Linked DNA regions of Mus musculus: all the other regions are linked to region 5. A link is a contact called in public Hi-C and HiChIP or PLAC-seq data. All regions are on one chromosome and are shown on one strand. The core of a region is the stretch at or near the end of the contact, and the rest is flanking DNA. Distances in the headings are between cores, read along the strand shown.

Region 1 (2,700 bases), core at 116-2,615, 1.7 Mb before region 5:
GCCCTCTTTGGCAAAACCAAGGAGTGAGACCTGGTAACTCTTAGGATACTCCAGGTTCCAGGGTTTCATGTTCTATGATATTATCTTAGGAACTTAGCTACATGTTTGCATAGAAACATTTCATAAAATGAGTTCATATCATTGGCTTTGTTAATACCTGCATAGCTAGAGAAGAGTTAAAGACAGAGGGTAGATGGGAGGCAGAGAAGAGAGTCCCATAGTCCAAACATGCTTTTTAGACAAATTTAAGATGTACTTTCTGTGTAGAATTTGAGCAAAAGTAAAATCACTGTAAATTTTAGTGTCTATTTTATGGATGGTTATTAGGGATTTTAGTTATTTAATTTCCACAAAAATTCTAAAATAACTATTAGTAGCCAACTGAAACAGAATGCTAGACTCTGGCTGGAAAATCCCCAGATAAAAAGTTAAGAAGTGGCAGAAGTGCTGGTTTTTTGTGTGTGCTTGAGAGATCTAGCAGTTGCCTTGAGCAAATCACAACACTGGGGAACAAAGAGGTTCTCAACATAGGGTTAAGTAGCAACAAGGTGCTAATTCCTGCTGATTCTGTACTTTTCTGTCATCTAATAATACCAATCATGACAATAGAATACTGATGCAATATTGATCTAAAGCTGGAAAAAAACACAACTGTCTTTTCTCAAGAAAGAAATGTATTCACATGGGTGATATGCATCTAACTGTTCTCTTCTAGAGATTGCTTACAGAGTATTGATATATTATAGAGGGTTTCTATTGCACTTCAGATTTCTTAATGGATGTTGAGTGCTTTTTGTTTAATCTACCAAATGAAAGATAATTTATGCTTATTTGTATAATAACTAAGAAACTATCAAATATTTATTATTGAATTTAAGCAACAAAAATGGCAAGAAGAAACAACAGTGAATCTATTTTTTAAAGAAAAATGCAATTAAGTCTTTAGGGGGATAAGAATTTTCAGAACTATTATAAATAGAAGGGCCCATCTCAGCTTGATTACTTCAAAACAGCTTCCTGCAGCCTCCCACCAAGTAGATGAGCAATTAGAATAATCACAGCAATAAGTCAAAGACACTTGCTGTTCAAACTTGTGACTTTTCCTTTTGGCAATACTCCTCGGCTATTCCAGTTGTACACACACACACACACACACACACACACACACACACACAAGCATGCACATATTTAATGGAGTTTTATTTGGTAAAAGGCAAAATGCCTGAGACTGACTTTTTGTGTTTTGTCTCAAGGTTAACTAAAGGGCACTGAACAAGTAAAGCTGTGCTGAAAAGAACAGTGGCCAAGGCAGGGATATTCTTATACCACAAACAGTCATGCAGATGGAAGTCTGGCCAACAAAACCATAAAGCATCATGTCTCACTGTGACTCAATCTGTCAGCTCAAGTACAAGGTGACTCAGGAGAGGGAGGACTGTGTTTTGTTTTGTGATAAGTACTCAAAATTTCTTGTATATTCATGCCTGTTATATAGTGCTGATATAAAAGAATAAAAATTATTTTAATCATTTAATAATTGCAAAGACGGGTCTTAATTTCTAAATTTAAAGGAAATGAAAGACACAAAGCAAACGGAGTGAGAGAAAACCTAGAGATTAACAGTATCTGCCTGAGTCTGTACTTTTGTTTGTAATATCTCTATGATATTTCTACAACAGATGCTAGTCAGTTGATTCAGTATGCAAGGAAATTGACATTAAAAAAATAATAAGACAATAACATATCCTTTGCAAGGCAGTCATATGATTTTCTTCTGTCTGATTTTTGAGTATATAATTCTAAGTTTCCTCTTTGTTCTTTGGCTTATATTTTTAGATCTTCTAAGTTAGCAGAATCTTAAAAACACAAGGGTTGTAGAAGAGAATGTCAAATAATTTTGTTCAGACTTCCTTATAATGACATGCATTTTTAATACCTTGCCTGTTGTCCATCCTGTTCCTGTTTCCACAGCCTTGAGTACACAAGTTCTTCTGCATTCCCAAATGCTTCCTTCTTTTGTCTCCAGTTAAAGACATTTACCACTTTCTGGGAAGGATTTCAACTTCAACTTTTCATGAAATACGATGAGAGGTCAGTAGACACACACAGCAAAACCACATAAAATAAATCCCAATTATCAAAGAAAAAAAGACAAGGCTAGACATTGTTTTCATGGCTTAAGATTAACAAATATGTTTTTTTTCCATTTGAATGAAATATATAATATCTGAACACACACACACACACTGGGGTTTAATATCTAAATTCTGAAAACCATGCTTGCTAAATAAGACTTTGAAGAAGGAATACCATCTACAATATGAATTAGAATCCATCTATCTATCTATCTATCTATCTATCTATCTATCTATCTATCTATCTACCTATCTATCTACACACACACACACACACACACACACACACACACACACACACACACAATCAAAATAGAAACAAGAATGAGGACCTAAAAGTATTGTAATTGTAAATTATGGTATAACTAGATACACTGAGAGAAGCAAGAAAAGTGGAGAATCATTACAGCCACAAATTTTAATGTCTAAAATCATTGTTGTATAGGGATATGTCACCTAGTAAAGATAATTGCAAATGTTGCTATCATTCATGACGGCTATAATAGGAAAATAATATAAATGATTAAATACACAATTTACCACTGATACTGTGCCATGATGTTGC
Region 2 (2,700 bases), core at 125-2,624, 1.6 Mb before region 5:
TATGTTGTAATCCTCGAATAGTTAGGATATTTAAGCTTAATTGATTACTCGTGTAGGATAAAGAGTTATAGTATTGATGGCAGTGGTCCCAGGCATTTTTCATTATAAAGACACAAACCTTGTCAGTCATAATGTTTGTAGGATATAAGATGATTTTAACTTTTCTACTAAGAGGAGAAACTATGGAAAAACTACTTTTTTGAGGTATAAATTGTTTATTGGAGATACTGGTGAACAATGTGCTCAGTGCAGTTTAGGGAAAGGTGTGGGTCTTTTCTGTCTGTCTGTCTTCCTTTCTTTTCTTTTCTTTTTTGCTTCTTTTTTAAACCACAGAAGCCTTTCTATAGAGGAGGCAGAATAATCTGCTGTAATATGTTCAAGGCCAAACTGAAAGGAAGGAAGTAGCTTTTCCTTCCTCTTTAAGCTGTATTTATAACTTCTATTTTTTTTTTTTTAAATTTGGCTATCTGGTATGGAAATTTTAAAAACTTGAGCTCCACAGAAATAAAAATGTCCTGGATGGGTCATTGATGATAAGAATACTAGTTCATCTCCTCACAGCAAACACTAGAATTTTAATTGGGCCACTTCTTTTTGCAAACATAATTAATAAAGGTGTTGGAGGAATATTGATCTGGAAATTAATTCTTAGACTCTCCTTTAATGGACAGTGCTTAATCCAAAAGCACTATAACTTTTATAAGCAAGGTATCATACATTTTGGTGGTTTTTGAAAAGTAATTGTAGACTAACAATTTTCAAAATTGGGATTAAACAAAATAGATATAATTAAACACTAAACGAAAATTACGGCTGACAGAAGACTGGAGTTAATTGCAATCATTGGGGGCCAGAATTACGTTCTTCTGGTTAGAATATTGACAGAATTTCTCAATAAATCATTCAGAAAACTAAGGGGAAGCAGGAGTATAGATGAGCTGTTGCCAGGCTAATCATGAAGATCATGTATATTGTAAAGACTGGGATACTATAGTTGGATGGTCACATTGGACAGGGGTGGGAGACTGGGATACTATAGTTGGATGGTCATATTGGTCACATTGGACCTGGGGTGAGAGAGGCAGAGGATTGTTTATTACTCCTGACATTTTAGTGGAAATTGAAACATATTTTTAAGAGCAAGCATCCCTTGGGTCAATGGTAACAGGTATCACGGAATTTATTAAATCTCAGTAGAATTGTTTCCATCATTTCTTTGCAAAGAATTTGTTAGATGTAACATTTTCCAGAAGTACTGGGAAAATGTACTCTTTGTGCCAAAAATAAGAGTGAAATTGACTTGAAGCAGAAAGTCCCCATCCCAGCTGAGGAAATGCAAAAAGTAAACAAAGGGTATAAATAGCAGAAGAATGCAAGTCTGTGGTTAGCAATGACGTCTGGATGTCCAGTTTAACATTCTGCATTCTATTCCCAACCCTAGTTACAAACTGAATGAAATTTTAGCGATGCAAATATCCCCACATTTGGATTCTTTTTTAGTTATGTGAACTTTCCATGGGTATTTCATCCTGAATATTTTCAGCTTTGAATCATTGAAATGATGTGTTTGTCAAAAGTAGCCCAAGTTGTCTTTCACTTTGCCATTAGGAATAAGGTTGCATGCTCAACTTCAGCATCCTTAACAACTTTCCTGTGAGTTTTATTTCCCAATCCTGAATCATGATGATGCCACTGTCAATTTCAACTGGAAAAGTCTTTTTTGGGAATGTGTAAGCATTTCTGTTGCGTCCTTTGTGTTTGTTCTTAGTCTGTAGCCTTCAGGATGACTTATTTTCAAATACAACAGATCAAAACCCAATGGGAATGAAAGTTTACAAGGTTTCCCTGGAAATATTTCTGATAGGAAGTATTCACAGAGTTCAGTCATTTTGTACTTTCTTGTATTTAAAAGACTTTTTTAAAAAATTGAAGATAATATCAATAGTCAATAATATAATATTTTGAAAATGTGATTAACTGTGTATGTATATTTTAAATAGAGTAATTTTGAATATCTTAAAGGACCACCATATAATGACATAGGCAGATAATTTTGTGATTAAAAGTCCCTTGAAACATAAAGTTGTCGCTTTTCATAATCTAGATTTGAAACTGCAATGACATTAGCTCTGTACATATGTGTAGTTTCAAACAGTTCATGAAAAGACTTAGGCTACACTGGTTTCACAGCAAGATGAAGCTAGGAGGTGTTAAATGTTTCAGTCTCACACTGAGCCATTATCTGCTTTTTGGCCACATGTCTCCTACAAAGAATACATTGAAAGAACAGGCATTTCAACTAAAATTCCTTGAATTAATATATTTTTTTACAACTATACTACATTTTCTCTATCCTTTTCTGAATCTATTGTACTTTATAGTTAATGCTCTTAATAAAGTAAATAAATATCATTGTTCTGACTGAACATAGAAATTATCTTGATTGTATGTATGAATTTTATATATGAGAATCCAAACTCTTGAGATCATCATATCTTTGTATAATAAACTGCAACCTACAAGTGGAGCTATAAAAGCAGGTACTGGTTTTATAAGCAATCAAGCCATTCTTTAGAACTCTATTGGGTGTCCTTCCTTTCTGAAGCAATCTGACAATTTCTTAGAAAATTTGATTGCAAAATACATGTAATTGCATATTGATTTTATAAGTTATATACAATAGCTTTTACATGATAGATC
Region 3 (2,700 bases), core at 135-2,634, 1.4 Mb before region 5:
TCTTACATTTGCCTTTTGCCATCTGGTAATCTCTGGAGTTCATTGTTATAGTTGTCTCTGGTTGGAGCTTATTCCTCCTGTGATTCTGTTCCCTCTATCAGCAAACCTGGCAGTCTAGCTCTCTCCTGAGTTTCAGTGGTCAGAGTACTGTCTGCAGGCAAGCTCTCCTCTTGCAGGGAAGGTGCACAGATATCTGGTGTTAGGACCTGCCTCCTGGCTGAAGATGAAGGCCTGGAACAGGGTCTGTCCCAGAAGCTGTGTTTCTTCTACCTGTCCCAGAAGTTGTGTAGCTTCTGTATTCTGTACTCTTTTCTGTGCAGACTAGTCTCTGAGGGATCCGGGACCCAAGATCTCTATATTATCTCTTATCTAACATCCTCTGCTGGCAAATCTCTTCTTCCTAAATTTCACTTCTACTTCCTTGGTTTTTTTGTTTATCTTTTTTCCTTTTTGTTTTTGTGATCCAATGGTTTGAGTTAGAATTGTCCACATCAACATGAGTCGTACCCCTGAGAATATGGTTGCTCTCCTGTGCCCATGCATTTTACATAGCTCAGGAGTCCAATAATTCTCTATATGTCTGGAGTTTCAGGAAAACTTCTAATTATTCCAGCACAGCCTCCAGAGTTCAGTGGTTACCGTCGCATGTTGCCACAAACAACCCCTTTAAATTCTTTAAATATTTTCATCTTCACACATTTTAAACATTTTATTTTGTTAGAGACAGGCTTTATAGAGTCCAGACTTCCCTGAAACATGCTGTGAACTGGAGATTTATGTTGAAATCATGACTCTTCTGTTTCCACCTTTGAAGTGCTGGGATTAGAGGTCTATTTAGCTTGATTTTATCATTTCTCCTTGTGGTATGGTAGTACCTCTCTTGAGCTTGACAATTCAATTGGATGTGATCAGGGAACTGGCAAGGTTTTTGCTTCATTACTGAGTGTCAAGGGTGGGATCAGTGATTGTTATAGGTTTTTTAAATTCTTTTTCTTGCCCTATTTAAAGATGTCTTCACTACACCTGGTGTGCTAATGATTTTTCATAGTAAATGTGCACTGGGTATTGTCAAAGGCATTTTTGTATCAGTTAGTGTGATCATAGTTTTACTTTATTCAGTCTGTTGATATAGAAATGCTAGATTTTCAAATGTTGTGCCAATGTGTATACTTAAATGGTTCTATCTGTACAGTGCTGCAGAATTCTTATTGTACGTTTTGAGATTTTTTATTTGCTAATCCATGGCTGGAAGTTTCTGGTGACAAAATTTGACTTACAATTTCATTAGTTTAATTTTTCCTATCTTCATATGAACTGTGGGTCTGTGGTTTCCTTTCTTGATCATCTGTCTCTGAATCGGATGTTAGGAAAATGCTAAGCTCACAGAATGCAGTAGGAAGGATCTCTTTCACTTCCTCTTTCTAGAAGCATTTGTGGAGAGTTCCTGTTTGTTTATGTTTGTTACATAATGGCGTTTTACATGTAGAAAACTGTTAATGTTGCTGAAAGCTCCACATGAGTTTAAGAATTAACAGATACTTGTTTGGAATGAAATTTTCCAGAAAAGTTAAATAGAGGAACGTGAGATGACTCAACAGGTATGGGAGCTTGCGGCCAAGCCTGCTGACCCTGAGTTATCATGTTAGAAAGAGAGCAGACTTCTTCAGGTTGTTCTGTTGACTCTAACGTGTGTGTGTGTGTGTGTGTGTGTGTGTGTGTGTGTGTGTGTGCATACCTTGCCAGGTGCACTGAGCAATATGTATCATGCTACACTTGATCTTGACACACAATGAAGTAATTCTTCTTAAAAAAAGGAATTGCAGTATTTGTGAGATTGTTCAGTGGGTTTAAGTACTGAACATCAAGCTTGATGATCTGAGTTTGAAGACCTAGTTGGTAGACTACTGTTCCTTTTTCTCTGACATCCTCATGTGTATATGAGAGATGGGAGGTTGGTAGAGAATATAATTAAGTTAATTTGATCATATGGACTGGTAGTTCTATTGAGATTCACTGTATCCTTTACAACCTCACAAGTAGCTATTGTAGATATAGAGATGGACCCAGCACAAGGGGAGGCTCTAACACCTGACACTATTACTGATGCTATGGTGTGCTTACAGACAGGAGTCTAGCATGGCTGCCCTCCGAGAGGCCCAATAAGCAGCTGAAAGTCAGATGCAGATACTTATACCCAACCAATGGACAGAAGTCGGGAACCCCTGTGGTTGAATTAGAGAAAAGCTGGAAAAATCTGAGGAGGAGAGTGACCCCATCTGAACACCAGCATTCTCAACTAACCTGGACTCTCAAGATCTCTCAGATACTGAGCCATCAACCAGGCAGCATACTCCAGCTGACATGAAGCCCATGAAACATATAAAGCAAAGGACTGCCTGGTCTGGTCTCAGTGAGAGAAGATGCTCCTATCCCTCAAGAGACTTGAGGCCTCAGGGAATTAGGAAGTCTGGTGAAGGGAAGAGGTAGGGACATCCTTTGGGAGACAGGGGAAGAGGAATGGGATGAGAAACTGTCGAAAGGCAGATCAGGAGGGGGATAATGATTGGACTGTATAGAAAAAGATTAAATAACAATGATGATGATGATATGATTATGCTATATTTTTGCTTATGTATCCATTCAGTTCTGTCTATTCTTGTTTCTCTGTTTTAAGAATAAAGTAAAATATCTCTTGGCAAT
Region 4 (2,700 bases), core at 186-2,685, 1.9 Mb before region 5:
ACTACTCTTGTTGCACATTTGTTTGAAGTCCTTACAGCATTGACTCACAGACACAACATGCATTAGCCATGTAGTTAATCAGCAGCAAATTTCACAATGGGATCAGCTCTGAAAGACTTAGTTAATATTACCAACTTATTCTTCACATCTAGACTAAGTGAATTTCATTTCTTTCTTTAAACTCAGAGAGGATCTACAGAGTCTCACAGTAAGATGCCAAAATGGCAAACTCAGATTGGAAGATGAGTCAAGACTTTGGATTAGAAGAGTTTCAAACGAGTGGAGACAAGAAAATAGGCAGAGAGTTAGATGTGGCTAACCATTTAGAATTTAATGTACTAAATTATTATTTGAAGATTAGATCTCTTCACTTCAGCTCATAAATATTGTTTTCTTAGCTAATTTGGGGGCTTTTGTACTCAAATCTTAAGCCCTTGGGTTTCTCAACCTTTGTTTAGGCTTCTTCAGTATCTTGTCTCTGAATTTAATTTGATTTACTCTACTAGATCATTAGCTAATGAGAAGGATTGGCTCATGTGGTTACAGACACACATGGACCAGTTCACCCTGGCCTTAAACTCTGTGGTATATCTTTTTAAGTCTGAAAATTGCATGCTAGGGTAAGATACTAATTTAAAAGTTATTTAAATTAGGCAAATTTTATATTTAAAAAAATTAAATTCTGGATTATCTTTGTAATAATCATTGTTAGAACTTGTCGTGATGAACCCTTGACATTTGAAGCCAAAACAGATCCTGACAGCTGGCTGATTCATAATAACAGACCCATGGATTCTCAGTAAAACCTGATAAAGTGATGAGTGTGTTAGATACTCCTACTCTATAATCATGATATAATATAATTATGAGAGCTAAAAACACTGGAAACATTTTAGTAAAATCAAGACCTTCTTGAGGAGTCGTTTGTACTACTAGCTGTTTATATTTCAGAATTCATAACCATGGTGCCAGTTTTTGCACCTGGCAAAAACAGGAAATTAATTTTTAAATATTATATGCACATTTCAATATATGCAAATGAGGCAAATGTGTGCTTGGATATAGATCTACTGTGTGCTGTTACTTTAACTGAATATTCCCCTACAGAGCCATTTGGGGACCTAATTTCAATTCCCTGTAGAACAATGATTTGGCCAGTCTTCACTGATCCCCGTGAGCCCTCACAAGGGCTTCCTAGCTGTACTCTTGAGGGAGGTTCTCAGGAAATGGGACAGTAACAGCTGCATCTTCGACTTCCAAGTAGTTCCCACCATGGTAGCAACTTACAGTGGGGTAGTAGTTTTCTGACTCGATACTTGTCAGCCTCCTCAGATGATCACTAGATAAACTTATTTTTCAAGTGGAACTCCAACTCTTAGATTTATAGCAGAAAGGGGAAATATTGTCTTGACAGACCTACAGCGTCTATAAAGAGGGAAGTCAAGGGGCAATAGCTGTAGTCTTTAGATCACAGGCTAGATATATTGAAGGTAGGCCTCTCAATTAAGGTGGGAGAAGGAATCATTTACAGCATAATAACGCTGGCTCAGAGGGCATTCACACACACATACACCATGTGTTATGTGCTGAGAACAGTTGCCTGTAGTAACTGACTATTTTCAGTTTTCAGCTTACTCTAAACACAGGTGTGGAAATGTAGGCCCAGTAGGTGAAGAGGTATTTAACTTGCGGGCAAAGTTGTGTTCAGTTATCAGTTTCTATGTTGGCCATTCTCTTCATTACCCTAGAAGATACAGTTATCTTCTGGAAGAACTGATCAATCCAGAGCTGTTCAAATGCTTAGTATAGTTTCAAATAGTCTCCTACCAGCCTCTGTACTTGCCAACTGCCTTGTTCTTTTTGAATACTGTATCTTGGATGATTTGTCAGAGTCTGACTGTGTAGTAGTATTGAAGGTTTTGAGGATCACGTATTTACCGCATGCAACTCAGAACATGAGTTTATAGCACTTTTTGTAAGCTAGGATTTCCCAAACTGAAACAAAATACCAAACTCTATTTCTAACCTGAAGGAGCTGTAGAAGTAGGTGAAGGATATTTGCCAATGTGGCTTTTTGGTTTTTTGGGGTTTTTTTTTTTTTTTTGCCTAATTTATTTGTTTCCAACATTTATTATTGATACAACTGAAAGATTTCCTGAACCGTCAATGGAGCAGAGCGCTGCTTCTTTAAGATAAGACACAGAGTGCTCTGCCTGGTGATCATTATTTATAATCCAAGCTATCTGGGAGGCTGAGGCAGAAGGACTACAAGCTCAAGGTCCATGAAAGCCACAGTGAGTTTAAGAACTGCCTAGGCAACTTATCTCAATCTTAAACATTAAAAAGAATTCTAAAGAAGAAGTGGGTTTTAATTCAGTTGAGAAGTGCTTTCTAGCATATGAGATAGCCTGGAATCAATCCCAAGTACCAGCAAAAAGGCAAAATAAAATGAAAGATCAAGAAGAAGAACAGCGAGCACACACACACACACACACACACACACACACACACACACACACACTGCAGATAGTCTATGTTCTGTGTTAAGAGTCTAGGACTTAGAGTGACTTTATTCAGCTAGTTCAAATTTTAATACTCATGGACTTTGTACTCAATGGAACAATGTCTTCTTTCTATTCCCTGGACCATATGAACGTGCAGTGTTAAGATAGGAAGGGGGAACTGAGGTTGCCACTCAGT
Region 5 (2,700 bases), core at 156-2,655:
ATTGAGCCATGCAGAGGACATCATTTACAGAACAGAGAATTCAGTCATATAACATATTGAATATAGATTTAATGTGACTGTCTGTGATTCTGGAGACAAATCTATGAACACAGAACAGCACACAGATTCAGGCATCATCTCACATGCAGTACAGATAGCAGCGTGTACAGGCATGAGGTACTGACAAATAGGCAGAAGAAATTTGGGGGTAGCACCGACACTAACAACTGGGCAATGCTGGGGAATTATCTTAGAATCATATCTGAAAACCCAGAAATTATCTGGGGAATCTCAGTTTGTCAGAGACACAGCTTTGTGCTCACCTCATCTTCTCATTGACCATTATACAGTGTGTGCCTTTTCTTTACTTTTTTCTTTTCTTTTTTTTTTTTTTTTTTAATTATGTCACCAACTGCCCTTCCTCTGTCTTTGAGTTTGGAACTACCTGTGACACAATCTGTAATCTAAAGGAACAACACTGCATTCAGCTAGATACTCTCAAACTATAGAGAATCTAGAATCAGGAAACATTTCTACCTAGCGTATGTCTAACTTAAACCCTATTTTCCCCTATTTTCTTAAAGGCAAAAACAAAGAACAGAAGCCGACCTTGCACACATTCAATGCTATGGTCAACGGCTGGGGCTGGGTAAAGGATACATTTTCCCTGTGATTGTTCACATTTTCTGCTGTTCCTCATGTAAGTGAACACAGCAGCCAGATGCTTTTGGGGGACACCACTCCATGGTGGCCTGCTGCAGTTTTAATGCTAGAGCTAGATTCATGTGCTGAGGTCTTTCTGTCCTCCCCAGAGCCACCAAGACAAGAGCAGGAGGTTTCAACTTTCACCTTCAGCAGCTCTTCCTCCTTGGCACACTCGCCAGGAAAGGGAAGTCTGTGTGGGGGTGTGGAGCTTTTCCTCAGATTAACATGTTTCTGGCTGCTGACAAAATTAGATAAATAAATAAATAAATAAATAAATAAATAAATAAATAAATAAATGAAACATCATCAAAGAAAATAGCTTTATTGCACGGATCATCAATAAAGGGAATGGATTTTTGAACACCAGCAAGCCCACCCCTTTGGGCTTCAGAAGTCACCTCTTCCTTACATAAAGCATTCATTACCTTACCTCTGAAAATGATTTCTGACGATAACCCGGATATGAAAATTAGGAACCAGCCAGAAAGCATTTCCTCTCCTGTGTGGTGCCAGTTGCCCCCTCTGCGTCTTCTCATTTATCCTGGCAGTGGTTTGTCTCTTTGCCTTTAAAAGTTAAGTCCACCTTCATCGCACACTGTAGAAAGAAGTGAAATTAAACTGCAGTGTGTTCTAGAGGAGAAAATCTACTTTATTCATCTCTCAGCCCTACTTTAACTTACACTGACCTAATTACAGCCCACACCAGGAGAGGCTGAGTTAGCAGAAGGAGCGCTTCTGCCACCTAGTGGTCAGTTCTCTGAACTGTGAGCTGAGACCTGACCTTTTTTTTTTTTTTTTACTTTATTTTTGAAAGGTCTGGCACAGAAGTGCAAATGACCTTCTCTGGTATCTGCATGAATGCTAACGATCAGCCTCCTCCCCACCCCCCACCACCACTCAGCTTCTTCGGAAGGTCTAAGGCGTAATGTTTTTCTAAACAACTTCATCTAGAGAAAGTTGAATTAATGCCTCCTCCGATGTACGGTAGCTTTAGAAGCATTTTATTAAGACTGTATTATATGACATTTCATGAAGATGAAATTGAAAATCATAATGCAAATATTAATACTACTGAAAGCAACATTTGATATACTATGTGTTGAACTGAATACTTAAAGGTCTTACAATCCTCCTCACTAAATCAATTACCCTCCCTCCCAGCAACCACACAGTTTTGCTAGCTGAATGATTTCTCTGAAGCTCCAGGCTTGTTGGTTTGCTTCTGGGAGTGGTAGTAGACGTTTAAGAATGCTTCGTGTTCTCTCTCTCTCTCTCTCTCTCTCTCTCTCTCTCTCTCTCTCTCTCTCTTCTGGCTTCATTAACGAGTTATTGATTCGTAACTTGAAAGAAAAACTTGGATGAAAAATGTAGCCAGCCTGAATCACCGATGCTAATTAAGACCCGAGGAGGAAAGGGGATAAAAAGGCACTCATGTGCCCAGGCACCAGGGTAGGCAGGCTCCTCCTCTGTCCATTAAGGCAGATATGTGCTGCTCAGCCTGGCCTTCCTTCCCATGCATAAAACAAAGGAAATGTCTGGGTGCAGAGGGCAGTTAATACAGGGATCAGGATGTGAACAATAAGAATCACAAACAATCATTTCAATAAAGTTTTCAGTGTGATATGTTCACTTGCAGTGGTTTAATGTATTATGACCTTTTTAATGTCAAATCTATGGATTAGTATAATATTACATCTAAAAATGGGGGGAAATGTTTCATTATTATTCAATTATTCATAAGAACTCCTTAAATCCCTACTGTTTAACGAGAACCTATTTAGACCCTGCTTATACCTATAAAGTAAGTATGATTAAATGTTTGATATAAATGTTTCACAAAAACTCACACTATGGGACTAGAGAGATGGTCTCACAGTTAAGAGCACCTGCTGCTCTTCTAGAGGTCTGGAGTTCTGTTCCTAGAAGCTATAGAAGGCTGCTATTTACTGACTCTGTAATTTCAGCTCCAGGAGGCTTCTTCTGGTCTCCACAGGC
Region 6 (2,700 bases), core at 22-2,521, 1.7 Mb before region 5:
ATTGGGCACTTAATGTTGCTCAGAACTCTGGTCCTGATGCACAGGGCAAGGTCTGAACCTATTGTGTGAATTCTATGGCTCATGGCTTTATAACTCTTAGGACTCTGTAACCAATCAGATCATTTCAAACAGAAATGGCTACATAGATCCCTGTAAATCCTAGAAGTCCAAAGAGAATAAATGACTAATTTGTACAGAGTTAGGTGTGGAAGATTTTGTGGAAGAAGCCCTAGATGTCCTGAAATATGTGTGTGAGACACTAAATGGTATGGACGGAAAGTTGGGTGTATTTGAGAAGCACCTGCTAGTAACAATATATATATATACACACACATATATAAACAAATATATATATACACATATATATACATATATATATACATACACACACACACACACACACACACACACATATATATATATATATATATATATACACACACACACACATATATATATCATACTAAAGGCTTTGGAAGTGTAAATAATACCCTTTTGCTTCTCACCCTCCTTGTTGGTTGTTTATTGCTTCTTAGGAACAACTATGTCATGTTTGGATGTGGTTTGGGTTGACAGATATTATTCTACTTGTTTTGAGGTGCTACTGGCAGCTATGGAGTAGAGGTCTGGTAGTCTATTAAAGGTTCTTCCAGGCACAGAACAATCCATAACAACAAACACTTAAACTTTCATGTCCTCAGTGACAAGATTTAAAGACATTAGACGGTAGAAATATATGGGGATATCACAGAAAATAAAGCTACAAATTAGTAAAGCTGTTTTATACATATTAATATTAGGCACTTAATTAAGCCAAAGAAAGCTAATGATATTTTTATGCAGAGATGTGACAGAAGCAGAATAGGGCCCTTAGAAGCTTAAGCTAGTACCTGAATAAAGGCCTTCTGAAACAGGATTAGAAAGGGCTGTTTGGAAACCACATTAAAGGTTTAGATAAGATAATGAGGTCTTACACAGATTTATGCTTCTTCAGTATTACCAAGCTCAGAGACTGGCAACAACAGGAGGCATTTGTTTTTGTCTTGAAAGTTTGAAGGTTAAATTCTTCTGTCTCTTTGATTCAGCTCACATGCATCTTGGAGGAAAATACCACAAGTCTTGACTTTTTGTCCATAAATGCTTGGAATGCCCCTGAGGTTTCTTCAGCATTTCATATCACTTGTTTTCGTCAGTGAGTGGAGCCTTTAAAAACATGACTCGCAATGACTAACTACTCTGTAGCCTCAGTAAAGGAATTTCTTATTGCACCATATTTGGGAGTAGGATGAGTAGAGGGAGGGAGAGGGAGGGAGAGGGAGCCGCCAGAGAGGGGGAGGAGAAAGGAGAGGGGCAGAGAGAAAAACATCAAATCACAACAGTTTCTGAATTTCTCTTGTTTCTTTGTTTTTGGAATACTTGCATGATGAAGATATGTGAAAAATGGATCAATGGAATCTCTAAGTTGGAAGGTTATCTAGTCTGGACTCCTCCCATATGCTCTGATTAGTGTGCAAAATCAAAATATTAAATGGAATGGCTGATGACTTTTGTCTTAAAGATCTCTAGTGTTTGGACAGATGCCTGCTTAGTCAGTCTGGGCTCACTCGTGCAATGGGTTCTAATATTTGAAGACACTGGCCATTTGACAAAAGCATACTTCAAAGGTCCTTGCTAACTTCATAAAGGTATAGCAAATGTGCCATAAATAAACACCAGTGTGCAAGGTAACAAGACCATTTAGTTTTTGTTTCAATATTTACTGGGAATTTCTGAGACCTCAGTAGGGGAAAAACCCTACTTGGCTGTGTTTCAGACCTGGCTTCCTCTAGCCTGTGAAGAGCCAATTACTATGGTAAACAGAGTCATTTTGTACATCAGCAGCTCTCCTGTCATCACCCTGATGCCAGCCTTGGGAATACAGACCTTTGTGTAGCATAGCATGTTCTAGTCCTCAGTGGTCAAGCCAGGCTCAGCTCTTTCACAACGCAGACATGGAGAGAAAGGCTGAGCTCTGTAGAAACTTTTGGGATTTAGGACTTTAAGGCAAATTTAGTTCATTTAACTAAATCTAACATGCTTTCTAGGTAACATGTATTCTAAATTACCCATGCAAGTTCATCATGAAGTCAAGAGCATGTAAGATCTTTGCCTGTTCTGGAAGGAACACTAGACATAGAAGCTTTAACACTCTAAAGAGATTAGATGCCTGCTCAAACCAATGCAATTCTCAATAAATGGAGTTCAAGAGAAGGAATTGCTCTGGAGCGATGGAAGGAATGGAGGAGTGGAAATACATGTTACTAGGAGACAGATACTTTCTTCCTTTCTCTTTAAACACAAAGGATGTATTCCATAGGAAACCCCACTATGCAAAACCAGCAATTTCTGCCACCATGTCTTATAAAGACAACAGAATATAAAATAAAGACAGCAACATAACCAAAGATATTTTACAGAAAAAAAAGTAGAAAACTTCTCAAAACTAATGTATTCAAATTCCAGGAGTGGGCTACACAGACTGTTGACAGTATCTAGTTCTGGTTTCTTTTTAAAAATGAATCATTGGATGACATTACAATGTTTGTTCAAGTTCACTGGAGCTACTGTTGAAGGCAGACTATGGGACTGGAGAGGTGGAAGTAGGATAGTTCAGTGGTAGAAGTCTGGCGAGTATGCCCAGGCCTGGTTTTGATTCCAAGA
Region 7 (2,700 bases), core at 105-2,604, 1.5 Mb before region 5:
TGGCAATTGCTACTTAAATTTTATAAGTGTTAACAATAAATTCAGACAATGGTCTAGGCAAGAAATTTGAGGGAAGAATACAAAAGTCACAGGCCATGAAATTAATAATGGACAACTGAGGTTACATTAAGACTTGTACACAGCACAGGAACTAGGCAACAGGATGGATTGCCAGCAATGGAATTGGAAAGAACATTTTCAAAATCTGTGCTTGACAAAATATTGATGTCTGTTATATAGAAAGAACTAAAAGATCACAAAGCAAATTATCAATAATGACAATAAAAACAATAATGACAATCATGATGCTTATGACAACTTAGAGGATCAACAAGTATGTGGGTAAAGTGCTCATGATCATTAACCAGTAGGGCAGAAAGACCAAAACCCTAACACAACAACTCAATACCATGTTGTGAGTAACAATTACTGAATATACTAAAGTTTTTTTTGACTAAAGGGAACAATGTGTACCATTGATTGGGACATACATTATTGTCTCCAGTATTGAAAATAAGATGGAGAACCATCAGAACTAAAAACCAGAATTGCCAACCAACTCAGAAACAGGAACAATGGGTAAATGTATAAAGAAAATGAAATCACTTCATAACAAAGACATCTGCATTCCAATCTTCACTGCAGGACTGTTCACAGGAGGCAAGAACAATAAGAAACTTAAGTGTTCACTGTCTAATAAAGCAATAAAGACAATATATTAAAATATTTGGTGTAACCTATTAAGCTACACAATGAAATCAATGCACACACACATGTGCATGTGTGGTAACTGATTTACTATAGATTAAAAGTGAGAACATAATGTTAGCTTAAGAAATTTAAAAGAAGTTTAGTACTAAAAATTAATATTAATATTTTAACTTTATGCAGAAAGGCAGAAAAAGAGAAAAGTTGGAAATTCTTTTAACCAAATAAAATCTTTTATAAAAGGGCATATGTATGTGCTGAAGTGTATGCACACACACCATATGCATGTAGGAGTCCATGGAGTTCAAAGAAGGGCATTGGATCACTTTGAATTAGATATAGAAAAAGCAGTCATAAGTTACCATGTAGATATTTGGAAACAGATCTCAGTTTTCTGTAAGATCAGTAAGAGATCTTAATATCTGAACCATCACTCTAGCTCTAAATAAAGAAATTTGGTTAAAATGATGTAGCAAGACATTTAGGAATCTCAGAAAGTATTTAATATGTGGACTAAAATGTGGCCATCATCTATGGATTGGTCTAACCAGTCACTATAAAACAGCAAGAAATGTAGCACACAAAGAAAGTAGAAAATAAATTCACATTACTTACTGCAGCTATGACTATCATAAGAGCAGTGCACATAGCATGACCTGTAACGCTTGAATGAACTACAACACAGTCTGATCTTAATATAGGAAAACATGCTCTAAAATTGCCATCATTCACTGAAAAGTGATTATCTGAAAAAAAAAAAAAAACCCTAGCTTTGCATGAAACTTTCAGAGCTAATTATAGATCTTGATCAAATCAATATATAAATGCAGAACATTAGTACCAGTAACAATAATAGGAATAAAATAAAAATAACAATAATAAAAATTTCAAAATGTCATGCTTCTTGAGAATAGTTTTACAGAAATACAAAACCATCTGCAAGGAGAATTGAAAATAAATCATCCTTATTAAGTGAAAAGGAAAACACATTTAGAGATCTCTCTTTTTCTTATACTAGTGTCTGTATTTAATGCAGTTTTTTAAACTGTAACATTTTCAGCAGGTATTTATCAATGGATGTTAATAAATTGACCTTAAAGTTTATGGGTAAAATAAATAACTCAGAATATTCAAAGAAAAATGGAGCATTTATACTACCAGTTAAAAATCATTTATACTGAAGACATAGTACATATAAAGATGCTCACAGGTACAAACAGAAAGTCATATACAATATATATGCATATATATATGTACACACACACATATATATATATATGAATCTATACTATGATATATATATGCATAGAGGTTAAATACAAGTATATACATGAAGGAACCAATATAAATGTATGTGTCTATTTATGTCAATATATTGCATATCTATATATGAATGTAGATAATATATGTTACATATAAATGTATATATATATACACACATATGTATGTATACACACACACACACACACACATATGCAAGTAAATACACAGAGAGATACAGATAGATAGAGAAAGGTAAAGGAATCCAAATAATATTACATAAAACTCAATTGTTAGTAAAAAAAAACCTACCAATTGTTAAACAAAAATTTAAATATGATTAGCATTAACTCCAAGAATTTTGAATAAAATTTAAAACTGAGGTTCATGTGCTTTTCAATGGAATTTAGTGTGTTGCAAATGGAATCAAATTAAAGGCCCAGTCAGGTGTCCATACCTACAGACACCTGATTCTGATAACAAAGCCAGAAGCACCTTCTGGAGGAATACATCTTCAGCACATGGTGATGGTCAAACGAGATAGCTGCATGTAAAAGAATCCAAATAGATTCTTACTTAACACCTGCACAAATTCAACTACAAAGAGAACAAGTACATCAAAGTACACTCAACCTGTTTGGATAGCCTTGAACTCATTGACATTAAAACGACTTCCTGAACAGAGCCGCAATAGTGAAGGCATGAAGACAAACAATTAATACATGGGACCTC

Evidence for each region. HiChIP or PLAC-seq counts read pairs in DNA pulled down with a chosen protein or histone mark. A called contact is a pair of places that touch in the nucleus more often than the background predicts.
Region 1: a contact with region 5 is called in a Hi-C map of cerebellar granule neurons, with 5 times the contacts expected there. The contact joins two enhancer-like sites. A contact is called at or near these places in 1 of 15 datasets of contacts at CTCF or cohesin (pro-B cells), 9 of 484 Hi-C or Micro-C datasets (adipose-derived mesenchymal stem cells, cerebellar granule neurons, cerebellum and 4 more) and 2 of 115 datasets of contacts at active chromatin or transcription factors (cardiomyocytes and large pre-B cells).
Region 2: a contact with region 5 is called in an H3K27ac HiChIP or PLAC-seq map of the NIH/3T3 cell line, with 36 times the contacts expected there. The contact joins two enhancer-like sites. A contact is called at or near these places in 5 of 484 Hi-C or Micro-C datasets (adipose-derived mesenchymal stem cells, embryonic fibroblasts, tail fibroblasts and 2 more) and 3 of 115 datasets of contacts at active chromatin or transcription factors (the NIH/3T3 cell line, acute myeloid leukemia and embryonic fibroblasts).
Region 3: a Hi-C map of bone marrow-derived macrophages shows a contact between it and region 5, with 8 read pairs. The contact joins two enhancer-like sites. A contact is called at or near these places in 1 of 484 Hi-C or Micro-C datasets (bone marrow-derived macrophages) and 1 of 115 datasets of contacts at active chromatin or transcription factors (acute myeloid leukemia).
Region 4: an SMC1A HiChIP or PLAC-seq map of large pre-B cells shows a contact between it and region 5, with 15 times the contacts expected there. The contact joins two enhancer-like sites. A contact is called at or near these places in 1 of 15 datasets of contacts at CTCF or cohesin (large pre-B cells), 3 of 115 datasets of contacts at active chromatin or transcription factors (acute myeloid leukemia, differentiating embryonic stem cells and embryonic stem cells) and 2 of 9 other capture datasets (embryonic tail and embryonic trunk).
Region 6: a contact with region 5 is called in an H3K27ac HiChIP or PLAC-seq map of the NIH/3T3 cell line, with 34 times the contacts expected there. The contact joins two enhancer-like sites. A contact is called at or near these places in 4 of 484 Hi-C or Micro-C datasets (the N1E-115 cell line, adipose-derived mesenchymal stem cells, tail fibroblasts and 1 more) and 2 of 115 datasets of contacts at active chromatin or transcription factors (the NIH/3T3 cell line and embryonic fibroblasts).
Region 7: an H3K27ac HiChIP or PLAC-seq map of acute myeloid leukemia shows a contact between it and region 5, with 6 times the contacts expected there. The contact joins two enhancer-like sites. A contact is called at or near these places in 1 of 15 datasets of contacts at CTCF or cohesin (large pre-B cells) and 1 of 115 datasets of contacts at active chromatin or transcription factors (acute myeloid leukemia).

Annotation. Positions count from the first base shown.
Region 1 is chr10:16,989,011-16,991,710 of GRCm38.p6, reverse strand. It overlaps Gm20125 (predicted gene, 20125), which reads left to right. Exons shown (of 9, transcript NR_038020.1): 2 at 1,254-1,415; 3 at 1,972-2,091. Among named protein-coding and RNA genes, the nearest start is that of Gm20125, 110 kb to the left of the region's middle. Within about 2 kb of position 1,365, at least 35 of the 459 cell types and tissues checked have an H3K27ac peak or open chromatin away from gene starts, as enhancers often do. A contact at or near this core is called in cerebellar granule neurons, cerebellum and granulosa cells, where this site is marked.
Region 2 is chr10:16,872,990-16,875,689 of GRCm38.p6, reverse strand. No RefSeq gene overlaps it. Among named protein-coding and RNA genes, the nearest start is that of Gm20125, 220 kb to the left of the region's middle. Within about 2 kb of position 1,374, at least 22 of the 459 cell types and tissues checked have an H3K27ac peak or open chromatin away from gene starts, as enhancers often do. A contact at or near this core is called in the NIH/3T3 cell line and tail fibroblasts, where this site is marked.
Region 3 is chr10:16,651,340-16,654,039 of GRCm38.p6, reverse strand. No RefSeq gene overlaps it. Among named protein-coding and RNA genes, the nearest start is that of Gm20125, 440 kb to the left of the region's middle. Within about 2 kb of position 1,384, at least 39 of the 459 cell types and tissues checked have an H3K27ac peak or open chromatin away from gene starts, as enhancers often do. A contact at or near this core is called in bone marrow-derived macrophages, where this site is marked.
Region 4 is chr10:17,221,981-17,224,680 of GRCm38.p6, reverse strand. No RefSeq gene overlaps it. Among named protein-coding and RNA genes, the nearest start is that of Gm20125, 130 kb to the right of the region's middle. Within about 2 kb of position 1,435, at least 8 of the 459 cell types and tissues checked have an H3K27ac peak or open chromatin away from gene starts, as enhancers often do.
Region 5 is chr10:15,299,001-15,301,700 of GRCm38.p6, reverse strand. No RefSeq gene overlaps it. Among named protein-coding and RNA genes, the nearest start is that of Gm23892, 320 kb to the right of the region's middle. Within about 2 kb of position 1,405, at least 70 of the 459 cell types and tissues checked have an H3K27ac peak or open chromatin away from gene starts, as enhancers often do. A contact at or near this core is called in the NIH/3T3 cell line, bone marrow-derived macrophages, cerebellar granule neurons and 4 more, where this site is marked.
Region 6 is chr10:17,011,177-17,013,876 of GRCm38.p6, reverse strand. The region is part of intron 1 of Gm20125 (predicted gene, 20125); the gene reads left to right. Among named protein-coding and RNA genes, the nearest start is that of Gm20125, 83 kb to the left of the region's middle. Within about 2 kb of position 1,271, at least 75 of the 459 cell types and tissues checked have an H3K27ac peak or open chromatin away from gene starts, as enhancers often do. A contact at or near this core is called in the NIH/3T3 cell line, embryonic fibroblasts and tail fibroblasts, where this site is marked.
Region 7 is chr10:16,759,340-16,762,039 of GRCm38.p6, reverse strand. No RefSeq gene overlaps it. Among named protein-coding and RNA genes, the nearest start is that of Gm20125, 340 kb to the left of the region's middle. Within about 2 kb of position 1,354, at least 2 of the 459 cell types and tissues checked have an H3K27ac peak or open chromatin away from gene starts, as enhancers often do.